Regions from separate parts of the Mus musculus genome. Here all the other regions are linked to region 2. A link is a contact called in public promoter capture Hi-C data. All regions are on one chromosome and are shown on one strand. Each heading gives the region's core, a stretch centred on a gene start, on an enhancer-like site or on the middle of the called end of the contact. The rest is flanking DNA. Distances are from core to core; before and after follow the strand shown. Region 1 holds the start of Upk3b (uroplakin 3B). Region 2 holds the start of Cux1 (cut-like homeobox 1). Region 3 holds the start of Dtx2 (deltex 2, E3 ubiquitin ligase). Region 4 holds the start of Ywhag (tyrosine 3-monooxygenase/tryptophan 5-monooxygenase activation protein, gamma polypeptide).

Evidence for each region. Promoter capture Hi-C pulls out the DNA fragments that hold promoters and counts their contacts. Capture Hi-C pulls out chosen DNA fragments and counts their contacts.
Region 1: a promoter capture Hi-C map of adipose tissue shows a contact between it and region 2. The contact joins the promoter of Upk3b here to the promoter of Cux1 in region 2. A contact is called at or near these places in 3 of 39 promoter capture datasets (hippocampal neurons, neural stem cells and pre-B cells) and 1 of 9 other capture datasets (adipose tissue).
Region 3: a contact with region 2 is called in a promoter capture Hi-C map of pre-B cells, with 4 times the contacts expected there. The contact joins the promoter of Dtx2 here to the promoter of Cux1 in region 2. A contact is called at or near these places in 5 of 39 promoter capture datasets (cranial neural crest, liver, neutrophils and 1 more) and 1 of 484 Hi-C or Micro-C datasets (embryonic stem cells).
Region 4: a promoter capture Hi-C map of pre-B cells shows a contact between it and region 2, with 2.9 times the contacts expected there. The contact joins the promoter of Ywhag here to the promoter of Cux1 in region 2. A contact is called at or near these places in 1 of 39 promoter capture datasets (pre-B cells) and 1 of 115 datasets of contacts at active chromatin or transcription factors (memory CD8 T cells).

The regions. Positions count from the first base shown.
Region 1 is chr5:136,036,855-136,039,786 of GRCm38.p6, forward strand. Upk3b (uroplakin 3B) reads left to right here and starts at 1,642. Exons shown (of 6, transcript NM_175309.4): 1 at 1,642-2,032; 2 at 2,188-2,337. The coding sequence starts at 1,948.
Region 2 is chr5:136,565,893-136,568,865 of GRCm38.p6, forward strand. It overlaps Cux1 (cut-like homeobox 1), which reads right to left and starts at 1,598. Exons shown (of 23, transcript NM_001291234.1): 1 at 1,286-1,598. The coding sequence starts at 1,348.
Region 3 is chr5:135,993,335-135,996,369 of GRCm38.p6, forward strand. Dtx2 (deltex 2, E3 ubiquitin ligase) reads left to right here and starts at 1,466. Exons shown (of 11, transcript NM_001256096.1): 1 at 1,466-1,632; 2 at 2,956-3,035.
Region 4 is chr5:135,932,947-135,935,906 of GRCm38.p6, forward strand. It overlaps Ywhag (tyrosine 3-monooxygenase/tryptophan 5-monooxygenase activation protein, gamma polypeptide), which reads right to left and starts at 1,695. Exons shown (of 2, transcript NM_018871.3): 1 at 1,377-1,695. The coding sequence starts at 1,463. It overlaps Gm40346 (a long non-coding RNA gene), which reads right to left and starts at 1,370. Exons shown (of 2, transcript XR_868594.2): 1 at 1-1,370.

The sequences.
Region 1 (2,932 bases), core at 392-2,891, 530 kb before region 2:
AGTGAGGGGCTAAGGGTGTGGCTCAGTGGTAGAGCCCCTGCCTAGAATCCCCCAGGGAGGGGCTGGGGTGAGGCTCAGTGGTAGAGCCCCTGACTAGAATCCCCCAGGGAGGGGTTGGAGGCGTGTGTGTGTGTGTGTGTGTGTGTGTGTGTGTGTGTGTGTGTGTGTGTGTATGTGTGTTAGTTTGAATGAGAATTCCCCCATAGGCTCATATGTTTGAATACTTGGTCCCTATTTGGTAGAACTGTTTGGGAAGGGTTAGGAGGTGTGGCCTTGTTGGAGAAAGTGTGTCACTAGGGGTGGACTTTGGAGTTTTTAAAGCCATTTCCAGTGTTTTCTTTCTATCTCCTACTTGAGGATCAGTATGTGAGCTTTTGCGTATTTCTACTGCCACGCCATTGCTCCACCATCATGGACTCTAACCCTCCAAACAGCAAGCCCAACTAAATGCTTCTTTTATAAGTCGCCTTGGGCATGGTGTTTTGTCATAGCAATGGAAAGGTGACTACATCAGCATGGATGCAAGGAACTGTGTACCAACCAGGTCTTCAATAACAAACAAAAAAGGCACATTCATGCTGCTGTAGTAGTGCACACATGAATCCCAGAATTTGGAAAAAGGTGGCAAGAAGATCATGAGTTCAAGGCCAGCCTGGACTACACAGCAAGAATTCCTAGTTGGCCAGAGATTCTTAGCAAGATCTGTTTGAAAAGCATACACACACACAGGGTCACTGGTCTGTGGGTCTTATAGCGGGTGTGTGTGTGTGTGTGTGTGTGTGTGTGTGTGTGTGTGTGTGTGTGTTTGGTTGCCAGGTTGCTTGCAGAAGCTAGCAGTGCCTATCTGTGATCACAGGGGCATCAAAAGTTCAAAGACTGCCAGGCAGAGAGAGACACACGCCTTTAATCCCAACATTTGGGAGGCAGAGGCAGGTGGACCTTTGAGTTCAAGGCCAGCCTGGTCTACAGAGTGAGTTCCAGGACAGTCGGGGCTACACAGAGAAACCCTGTCTGGAAAAACCAAAAAAGGAAAAAAGAAAAAAAAAAAAAAGAGTTCAAAAGTCATCTTCTGTTATATAGTGAGTTTGAGGCTAGTCTGTACTACATGGGAACCTGTCTCAAAAACAGACAAACAAACTTAAAACGACATAGAATAAGACTCGTAGGGTTAGCACTCAGGAGACAGAGGCAGGCAGATTTCTGAGTTCGAGGCCAGCCTGGTCTACAAAGTGAGTTCCAGGACAGCCAAGGCTACACAGAGAAACTCTGTCTCGACAAAACAAAACAAAACAAACAAACAAAAAGGACTTGTAGGGTTTGTATAAACAAAATGTTTGTCAGTCACCAAAGGCTGTCCCGTCCTTTCGGAGGACTAGTGCTTCCACTGGAGAAGGAACGGACATTCCGAGCTGGGGAAGACATATCTCCTTGGGCACAGGCTACATGGAGGGCAGGCAGTGTCTGGGAGCTGCTTTGGGGCTGGACTAGGTCAGGGCCAGCCTACCACACAGGCTCTCCCCTCTCCTCACTTCCTGGATAAGGATGGATGGCCAGAGGGTGGCTCCTGGCACCCAGAGTTCAGGAATCCTAGGCATGTGGTTCTGGGCCCAGATAGAGGAGGGGAGTCTCCCTCCCAGGGCCAGGGAGTAAGGTGGTACCACAATTTAGACATCAGCTTTGGGATGGAGGTGACTGGGGGGTCACGTGAAGGCCAACCCTAAATGGCTCCTCTCCCTTAGTTCTGGAGTGGGGCCCCTGTTCAGGAGCCCACTGAGCCCCTCCCTGGGGTGGGCTGGGAGCAGGGAGGGGTGAGCTCATAGGTTCAGGTCTTTCCTGTTCTCCTGGCAGTCCAAGTGACCAGCAACTGTAGGCCAGAGGTGTCGGAGGTGGGGTGAGACAGGACCAGCCCCTAAGCCTGGTCAGGCCTGATCAAGTGCTGTGGCAGTCATGGTGCGAACGCGGTGGCAGCCTCACCCTCCGCCGCCCCTGCTTCTCCTGGTGCTCGTGTGGCTCCCCCAAAGCCTGAGTCTAGGTGAGTGGAGCTCTTGCAATGGATGCCCTTAGCCAAACCTAGGGTTCTGGGAACCTATTACACCTCCTGGACCGAGAGAATCGGGGAGGGGAGGGGGAGCCCCACAGAACAGCAGTGCTTATCTCGATTCTCACCTTTGTCCCCCATGGCTATAGACCTGATTGCCTACGTGCCGCAGATAACAGCCTGGGACCTGGAAGGGAAGATCACAGCCACTACATTCTCTCTGGAGCAGCCTCGGTGCGTCTTTGATGAGCATGTCTCAACTAAGGACACCATCTGGCTAGTGGTGGCTTTCAGCAATGGTGCGTGCTGAGGACTTGGGGTCTTGGGGTGAGGGCATGGGCTGAGAAGAGATACCCGAGGATCTGGGTGGATGGTAACATTGACCTTGTCTCTGGGTGTGAGGGTCAGGACTGTAGATTAGATTAGCCAGGGATGTGTTGAGCACAAGGTGGGCAAAGCCTGTCCTTTTTTTTTTTTTTTTTTTGAGACAGGGTCTGCTGTAGCCCAGGTGACCTTAAACTTCTGAGCTTACTGCCTCCACCTTCCAATTGCTGGGACGGTGGGCATGCACAACCATGCCAGTCCATGTGGTACCAGGGATAGAGGCCAGGGTTTATGCATTGCTAGGCAAGTACAACCTTCCTAATGCTGACGCCCCTTCAACGCAGTTCCTCATGCTGTGGTGACCCCCACCCCAACAAAAAAATTATTTCATTGCTATTTCATAACTGTAATTTTGCTACCAATACGAATTTTTAATGTAAATATCTCATGTGTGATCCTGAGTTGTTGGAGCCCCGATGGGGATCGAGACCCATTATGTCACCTGGGGAAGTGGGGTCACGCCCTCTGCAGATCGCTTCCTGGGACAGAAGCAGTCCGCTGCTCTCTATT
Region 2 (2,973 bases), core at 348-2,847:
CTCGGTGGAAAGTTGCAGCCTTTCTCCCGCACCTTTTCCCTTCTCCCGGGCCGATCCCGCACTCTGCGCGACCCACCGGTGTCCCCCCGCAAGCCAAGTTTTTCCCTTCCAAAGCTTCCCCCACAACCCCTTCCCGGGGAAGTCCCCGGGCGCAAAAAAGGGGGACAGATCCAGCTCCGCAGTCACTTTCACGCAGAAGACACACAAAAGAGCGCGGGGCTTGCGGGTTGGCCCCGGGACGTAAACAAACGGGGTGGGGGAGGGACCCGCCACACCGGGTAGCCGGTGCCCTGGCCGGGGCGACACCGGTTGACAATCCCTTACGGGAGTAGTGGAAAGAGGAATGGTGGCAGCTGGGCCCAAGGGGAACGATCAAGGAGCAGCCAGGAGCTCCAAGCCACCCGCCGTCTTCACGACAAGGGGCCACCCGCCAGCCTGGCCGTCGCCGCCACCGCCGCCAGCCGCCGGTGGCCGATCTGACCCTCCCCCGGAGCCGGCGGCACCACAGCGCCACCAGCTCCAGCTCCGCCGCGCCGGCGGGGCAGTGGCGGCGGCGGCGGCGGCGGTCCGCGACTCTCTCCTCCAGGAGACAGAGGAAAGAGAGAGAGAGAGAGAGACAGGCGCTTCACCCCCCACCAGCAACTCCCCACAAACTTTCCCCGGGAATACGACGGGGCTGAGCCGGGGGGAAGGAAGGACGTGACTGGCGCGAGGGGGACTAGCGTCCCGCAGCTCCCCTTCTTTGCAGCCCTGCCACCCCTCCAGAGCCACCCCGTGGCGCGTCCCCCTCTTTAGCGCGCGCGAGTTCCCACTGAGCCCCCGTGGGGGGGGGGGACCGCCGCTCCCCCCTCCTCTCCACCAGGGTCCCGCGACAACGACAGCGCGCGGGGTAGGCGGCGGCGGCGGAGAGGACGATGAGGATGATGATGGCGATGATGGTGGGGAGGAAGACACCCTCCGGGGTTGAAGGGGGCAGACACCGGGGGGCAAAGATGTTGGTGGCGGCTGGCGGCTCCGGCGCCATCTTGGGCTGATCGATGAATTGAACAAAGAGGATCAATTTCTGATCAAGCCGAGTGATCAATGAGAGCCGGGGAGCCCGAGGGACTCGCCGCCGACTCGGCCCCGCTCTTCTCCCGGCACCCCCCTCCTGCTTTCCCCCGTCGCCTCAGCACCCCCGCCAGGGCCCTGGCAGCCCGGAGTGTCACCCTCCTTCCTGAGGGAGGCCGCGACCGCCCGCAGCCCTCACCCCCCGGGCGCGAGGCCGAGCGCCGAGAAGCCTGACCTGCAGCTGCTGTAAATCAAAGCGCTTCCAATATTGAAACATCGATCCCACATTGGCCGCCATCTTGAGACATATTGAGACGGAGTGAGAGGCTGATAGAGAGGGGGCTGGAGTTCAGGAGCCGCCAGGAGGCAGCAGGCGGGCGGGCGCCAAAACCCGGCCTGGAGCCGGCCGCCGCCTCAGCCACCGCGGACGCGGACTCCTTCCTCCTCACGGCGCCGCCGCCGCTGCCGCCGCCGCCGCCGCCACCGCCTCAGCCATGGAGTCCGAAGCCTGAGGGAAACGCGGCGGCGGCGGCGGCGGCAGCCTTGACGCGCGCGCGCCGCGCTCTCTCTCCACAGCCCGAGCGCGGGCATCCGGGGCCCTCGCGACCCCTCACCCTTTTTCCCGCGCGCCCCGCCACAAGCCCCCCTCCCAGGCCGCGCTGCGACCCTACGGCGGCCCGGCCTCGAGGGGGCGCTGCGGGGTCTCCTCCGGACCCCGCAGCTCACCTAAAGGGCGCCCTCCCTCCCCAACACCCCCGCCCCCGGGAAGGTCGCGGTCGCCGGTGGCCAGCGCTTTAGGATAAGGTGCCCCTCGCTCTGCGCGCCTGAGGACAGTGGGCTGCGCTGCGGCAGCGGGGCGCGGGCGCTGCGCTCTTTCGCACGGTGCGCGCGGTGGAGCGAGCGGAGCCCACCTGCACAGCCGGCGGTCGGGACCCCACCGGCCAGCCCGCGCGCCGGGGCTGCGGGTGACCTCACTCCGCTCCCCTATGCGCTCCAGCTGGGGGACCTCCAGACCACAGCGGTCGTGAACAGTGTTTCATATTCAAGGAAGTGCAATTGTGTCGTGGTAAAGGGGGCGGAGGGGGTTGACCACCAAGCCTTGGAGCCTGCGGCTGCTGCCGCCGCGACTCCCATTCACGTCCTACACATTCCGTTGCAATCCCCAACTTGCACCGGGACACATCAGCGAGTGGCGACGGCCTCCCCACCCTTCAGAGCCGCTCCAGCGTCCGCCAGGACTGGGGCAAGTCTTGGAGCACAACTCTGTCCCAACCATGCTTCTGCGACACAACCCCAGAAACTTCCTCTGGGGTTCACACAACTCCGCGCCTCCGTCTTTGCAGGCAGAAAGTTTGAGAGCGTGCAGTGCACTTGAAACTGAGCGCTCGTTCCTAAGTTTTGAAGAAGAAAAAAAAAAAAAAACAAAAACGCTCACATTTAAACCGGGAGTGGGGGGAAGGAAGTTCTCTTTACATTTCCTTCTAGACCCAAAGCACGCGTTTCAGGATCGTCATCTTTAATGGATTTATTCACACCAGAGAGTTTGCGTTTACAGTAGGAACACAGTGTTTTCACTTTGCTGCACTTCGGTGAACGTGTAATTAGTTAAGACAAATCCCTAAATTCCTTAATCTTGAAAATTATATGTAAATAACGTCTGTATGGAACACCAAACATGACAGTAGAAAATAATTGCTCTCTGAGCCAAGTTTGAGGGCTTAGCGTTATTCGGTTGCGGTGAGATCGATATTTTTGGAGAACGAGGTTGGAAATGAAAGTCCCCCCGAGATTTAAAGAATACAAGTGTTCCCGGGTCTTGCAACTGCACCCAAAAGCCTCTGTGTCCATGCAGCGGTCGGGACCGGGCTGCACTCCCAAGTCGCAGCCTTTGAGGGGCAGAAGCCACCCGAAGCAGGTGCGTGG
Region 3 (3,035 bases), core at 216-2,715, 570 kb before region 2:
GTAACCCCCCCCCCCCCCCCCCCCGCTCCCCCTGCCTGGTCCTCCTCTATAGCTGGGAACAACAGTACACACCTGCAATCTCAGAAGGTGAGACAGGGGGATTAGTAGTTGCAGGCCATCTCTGAAGCCAGGTGCTAAGACACCCTGTCTCCAAAACAAATAAACAAAAAATCCCCCTACTTCCACTAGGAGGGACTTATGTAGAGCTTTTGGGGACAGACACGTTTTCTTTGGGCTGTGAAGTCATTAAGATCTTTCTGGCTGTATAGATTATACGTGGGTCCTTGGTGGCTACCATCGGCACTAGGAAATGCCAGGTGCCATCCATTCATCAGAAATAATGAGCAAAGCAGCTGTGTCTTATCAGACTGTCCCTCTGCAGTGTCAGATGGAGACCAATTAGCAGAGGCAGGAAGCAACACAATTCTGCCTTTCCAAGCAAAACAGTAGCAAGCACCCCTGCTCCTCAGTGACACTGCTGAGGCCAGGCCTCCTTGACTTCTCTAGCTGTGTTCATCTTTTCTGCTTGGTGAGCCGGGAGCAGGTTCTGGGAATGGAACAGGCTCTGTGAAGTGGAATTTTAAGGACTTCTTTTGCAAATCCAGGGTCTTCTGCCTACTCGATAGATAAGTGCTCTACCACTGAGCCAGGCCAACTTAAGCCAAGGTTTAACTTTTTTTTTTGTTTTTTGTTTTTTGTTTGTTTGTTTGTTTTTCGAGACAGGGTTTCTCTGTGTAGCCCTGGCTGTCCTGGAACTCACTTTGTAGACCAGGCTGGCCTCGAACTCAGAAATCTGCCTGCCTCTGCCTCCTGAGTGCTGGGATTAAAGGCATGCGCCACCACGCCCGGCTTAACATTTTTTAATAGATTCTTTTCTTATTTAAAAATTTTAAATCTATGTTTTTAAAGACTGTGCTTGTAAGCTCAGCAATTAGGAAGCAGAGGCAGGAGGTTCAAGAGTTTAAGAGCAGCCTAGGCTTACATCACAAATTCAAAGCCACTCCGAGGTACATGAGATCCTGGACCCCTTCCACCCCTACAAGTGGACTCTTATAGCTGGGGATTAATTAGTAGTAGAACACTTGTCTACTGTGCTTGCATTAACTTTGATCCTCAACACCACAAAAGGAAAAATCAGGGTTGGCGATAGGGCTCAGAGGGTAAAGGCATTTGCTGACAAGCCTGACACCTTGAGTTCGATCCGTGGAACCCACGTGAAGGTGGACACGGAGAACGGACTCCTAAAGTTGTTCTTTGACCTCTGTAAGTACACCCCCCTCCAGAATATACACACATAATAAAAAGAAATATAAAAATTATTAAAAATCAAATGCATCAGTGATTAGCGAGGGAGTAAGTCAGTAGGAGAAAGAGAAGGCTGGGTACATTTATATCTGCTGGTGTGCTTTGGTTCAGCCCACTCAGCTTCATCAGAACTACATTTCCCAGAAGGCACTGCGTGAGGTGGACATGCGCAGCGCGGTGCTTGGAGGCTGCGACGCCGAGTTTCACTCCGGCTGCCTCCGGCTCGGAGTCGGAGACATACTCGAGGGTTCTTCCCAGGCCGAGCCGGAGCTGAGCCCGGAGGTCGGCGGTCCTCTCAACCTGTTCCTTCTGCTTCCCTCAGACTCGGTGAGCGGGACGGGCGGGCCACCTGCTGGCGCCCAGCCTGGGGTCCCGAGGGTGGGTGGGTGGGTTGAGGAGAGGGGGCTATTGAGCCAAGCTGAGACCGGAAGGGGGCGGTCGTGCGAGGAGGGAGGGCCGTGCCGGCGGGATGGGTGAGTCCTGGGGGCGTTGGGAGCCCTGGGCACCTCGGTACCAGGGTCCTGGAGGCGGGAAGTCGCAGTTGGGACGCTCTGAGCGTTGGGGACTGGGCTGGGTGTGGTAAGAGCCCTATTTTTTGCAGAGACAGGGGTCGCATCCCTGGCAGTTTGAGTCCTACAGGACCTGGAAGAGCAGTGAGGCTATTGCTACCCTGGCTCCCTGAGGGGTCAGTTTCAGTCCTGGAGCGTTTGTGTGTGTGTGGGGGCGTTACATCCAGGCGATAGGGATCCACCACTGTCTGAGAGAGTTGGACTTTGGAGGCGTTTGCCTTTCCATTCTCGGTCTGTGTCAGACTGGGTCTCTGGGGCACTTTGGGGTGTCTCTGTTTTGAAGCTCCGCTTTTCATCCTATCCCTCACACAGCTGCAGGGTTGCCCGCGTTAGCTTTGCCTCCACAGTGGCATGAATGGGAATGTGTTCACAGGCAAGACCTTTAATGAACTCTCTTTTCTCCGTGCCGTCTTAGCCCCTTTAAAATTCTAGAGAGCCCAGCAATGTGTTGCACATTTATAATCCCAGTATTTGGGAGACAAAGGTTTGCGGGTAGCTAAAGCTTGCCTGTGCTTCATCACAAGATACTATATTACATCCCTCTCACTCCCCAAAAGAGTGCTAGCCAGGTGTGGTGATTTATGACTGTAATTTCAGCACTTGTGAGGCAGAAGCTGGAGACTCAGGAGTTCCAGTCCAGCCCTAAGCTATATACTGTGGCCCCTGCTTAAAACAAAACAAAACAAAAAAACCCCCAACAACCCAAAAGTAACAGTTCTGTGATGTAGAGTTCCCAGTAGCCACGAGAATCAGGATTGACTTCAGTTGGTCAAGGTGTCAAGTCTCTTTGCTTATTTTCTGTGTGACTTTGGTCAAATTTTTATCCTCTCTGGTGTGTTGATTTCCTTCATGGACCATCCGTGGGACCGGTTTCTGAAGTCCTCACGCAGACTTTTCTGAGAAAGGGTTTAATTGAGTGGGCTGAGAAAGACTGTCCCTAGCTTCTGCTCCCTGCCCAAGCTGTTGGAAAATAAGCCTGGTAATTTCCAGTTGCCAGCCACAGCACACGGGACCCAACATCTGTGCGCTCATTTTCTCTTGCCGATTCTTCACTGAAGACTTAATCATCTTTTTGGCAAAGGTACCTCGGAATCGGTGTGGCTGAGTCAGCAAGGCCTCAGATTTGCCGGGTTCTTGTTTGCTGTTCCTATCAAGATGGGA
Region 4 (2,960 bases), core at 445-2,944, 630 kb before region 2:
TGTAAGGTTTAACAGGGAGGGGGCACTCCAGCACCCACTTTACACCAGAGATGTATTTAACAACCTTTGTTACATAAGATAGGAAGTTAGATATTAACAGAGTGGAAAACCCAATTATTAATTTTTGAAAACTGTAATAGTAATTTTTCTACTGAATTTTGGAATATTGAGCACCTCCCCCCCACCCCCGCTGGCAAACTGGTCCCCAATTCATTAATAAATTGAGAGTAACTGACAAAATGGTGCAACTAGTTAGGATTTTGCATCTCAGACAAAAATGCGACAGTATTCCCTTCTCGTCAGAACGAGGATACATTAGGTCAGAAGAAAAAAAGCCTCGGATACATTTAACAAAAAAAAAAAAAATTCTTTTAAAAAGACTTTTTCCCCTTTAAAATAAATCCTCCCAGCCTCCACCCAGTCTAGGCTCTCTGCAATATGACAAATGCAGAATCTTCTGGAATGACTTGATACTGCCTCCCACCACCGCTTTGTTTGCAGTATCAGATCAGACAGAATATTTTTTTACACTCAAACGAATTTCTGCAGACTCGTGCCTGCAATTAAAAGAGAAACTGCATATCTCAGTCAGTTAACATTCAAAGGCATTATAGTTAACCCTTTGAAATGGAAAATAAATAAAATGAAAAATGAAGATGCTATATAGAGGGCCATGAATGGGAATGCCAGCAACACACATATCCCTCCCTTCCTAACAGACTTGCTTTGGGGAATGGTTAAAAGGAAGCCTTTTGTTAAAAAAAAAAAAAACAAAAAAAAAAACGTGAGAAAGGTGGTTTCGATTTTACATCATTGAGGCTGGGTTTTTTTTTCTTTTTTCTTTTAGGAGAGGGGGTCCTACATTTTTTTTCTTCCCGAAACGTCTTTAAAGGATGTGTCAGTGGGAAAGATTGGGGGGGGGGGTGATGGAGTGGGGAGGCGGCAAACTGGGAGACCTGCTGAGTGAATGGGGAAGGCGCCGCCCAGACACCAGGGAGAGAAAGAGGAACCGCATCCATGCGGTCCCCCCGCCCCCACGCCTAAACTGGGAGGAGGGGAAGTGGGGCACAAAGGATGCGCACGGCCCCCAACTCAGGTCTCTGGACATTCAGGGTCACAGAGAGACCCCCACCCCACAGCAGAAACCAGCCACGCAAGACCCCGCCCCAGCCCCGAACTCGGAGAGGCTGGGAAAGAGGCCGCGTCACCACTCGGGTGCATGAGCCCCCGTCCCCAACCCCTCCAAGGAGTGAGATGGAGAGGTGACCCTATAGTCGTGACAAGACAACATGCCCCTGGAGCATGCCTTCCACGCCGAGGAACGCGGTGTCGGGAGAGGCTGGGGCGAGGCAGGGGGGAGGGGAGGAGACACTCACGTTCTTCATGGCCGCGGCCATATCGTCGTAGCGCTCCGCCTGCTCGGCCAGCCGGGCTTTCTGCACCAGTTGCTCGCGGTCCACCATCTTCACAGGGCTGAAGAGGATCGGCTGGAAAGAAGGAAACCGAAGACCGCCTTGAAGGGCTTCAGGAAAAGAGAGGAGCGGCTTGGAGCTCGTGTGTCGGAGGGACCGACCCACGAAGCAAGCTACTGAGACGAGGAGGAGAAGGAGGCGGCACGAGCTGCGACCGCGGGACCCGGCGCAAGGAGGCTGCGGCTCCAATGCGTGCCGCGGGCGGACAACCCCCTGCGGTCCCGCCCACACGGGTGACGTAAAAGTCACCGCCTACTCGCGCATGCGCGCGCCCCGCCCGGTCCCGCCCGGTCCTGCATTTACTGGGCTTCTCTTCTACTGGAACATTCGCGGTGGCTCTTTGCGATTTTCTCAGTGTATCCCCAGTACTACACTGCTCCCTAATGTGCCCCTTTCTTCACTTTACCGTAAATCCTCAGCTTCATCAAACCCACCTCTCCTTGCCCCCTGGGGGCCTCTCCCCCCCCCTTTTTTTTTTTTTTTTTTTTTTTTTTGCATAGCTTCTGGCGCGTGACCTCCTGGGAATTGTAGTTTGACCTGCAGCAAGCTGAATTACAGAGCAGACCAAGGACAAAGGGGTGGTGGAGACTACATCTCCCAGTGGGCATTGCGCGCAGGCAGAGGCGGACCGGATGGGGGGCAGGGTCTAACCCGCAGCCGCTGGGGACCCCTGGCGGGGAAGCAGTCTACACTAGCCTAAGCGAGTGCTGATTCACGGCCTCGCCCCATAGCCTCTGGGCAGTTGGAAGGAAAGAAAAGGTCAAGGCCTTAGATCTGGACTCTCTGAAACTGAAGTAACTGGTCATGGTGGAGGGGTAGGGGAAAAACACGAATATAAAGTAGGCAGAAGAAGTACAGACACCGTAAATCCAAACTGCCCAACCACCACCATGGAAAAGATGGAAAAGGTGAACCTGTCCTAGAGATGGCCGCGTGAATGATGCAACCCTTGGACAACTGTCTAACACACACCCACCATGGTTGCAGTCTCCAGTGATGCACTTTAACATCGGACTTAACTGGATGAAATCATAGAATGACACATATCCGCCCGGTATATTGCCTATTTTCCCTAAATGGTGTAGCTGCCTGCAGACTGACCCTGGGGGACTCCCTTCTTCCTCTCCAGTGAACTGGACCAACGCCTGCCTGAACGCACACCCGCTATAGTTTTGACTGCGTATTTTATTTTCATTGTGTTTTTATGAGTTGTTTGGTTTGAAGTAGGGTCTTACACTTCTTAAGGTGACTCTAGACGAAGTTCTGGAATTATAGGCATGCACCAACACAATGGCCTTGACTGTAGAGTTTTGCTTCATCCATTCAACACGTTGAGCACCGGCCCAGTTCCAATGACTTTGTACATTAGCACACAACAATACACAAAGCAGACAAAGCACTCGGCTCAAAAAAAAAAAAAAAAAAAAAAAAAGGAGACAACTGTTTGAACCCACAACAAGCAGCTGACTAACTTTTAACATACCAAAG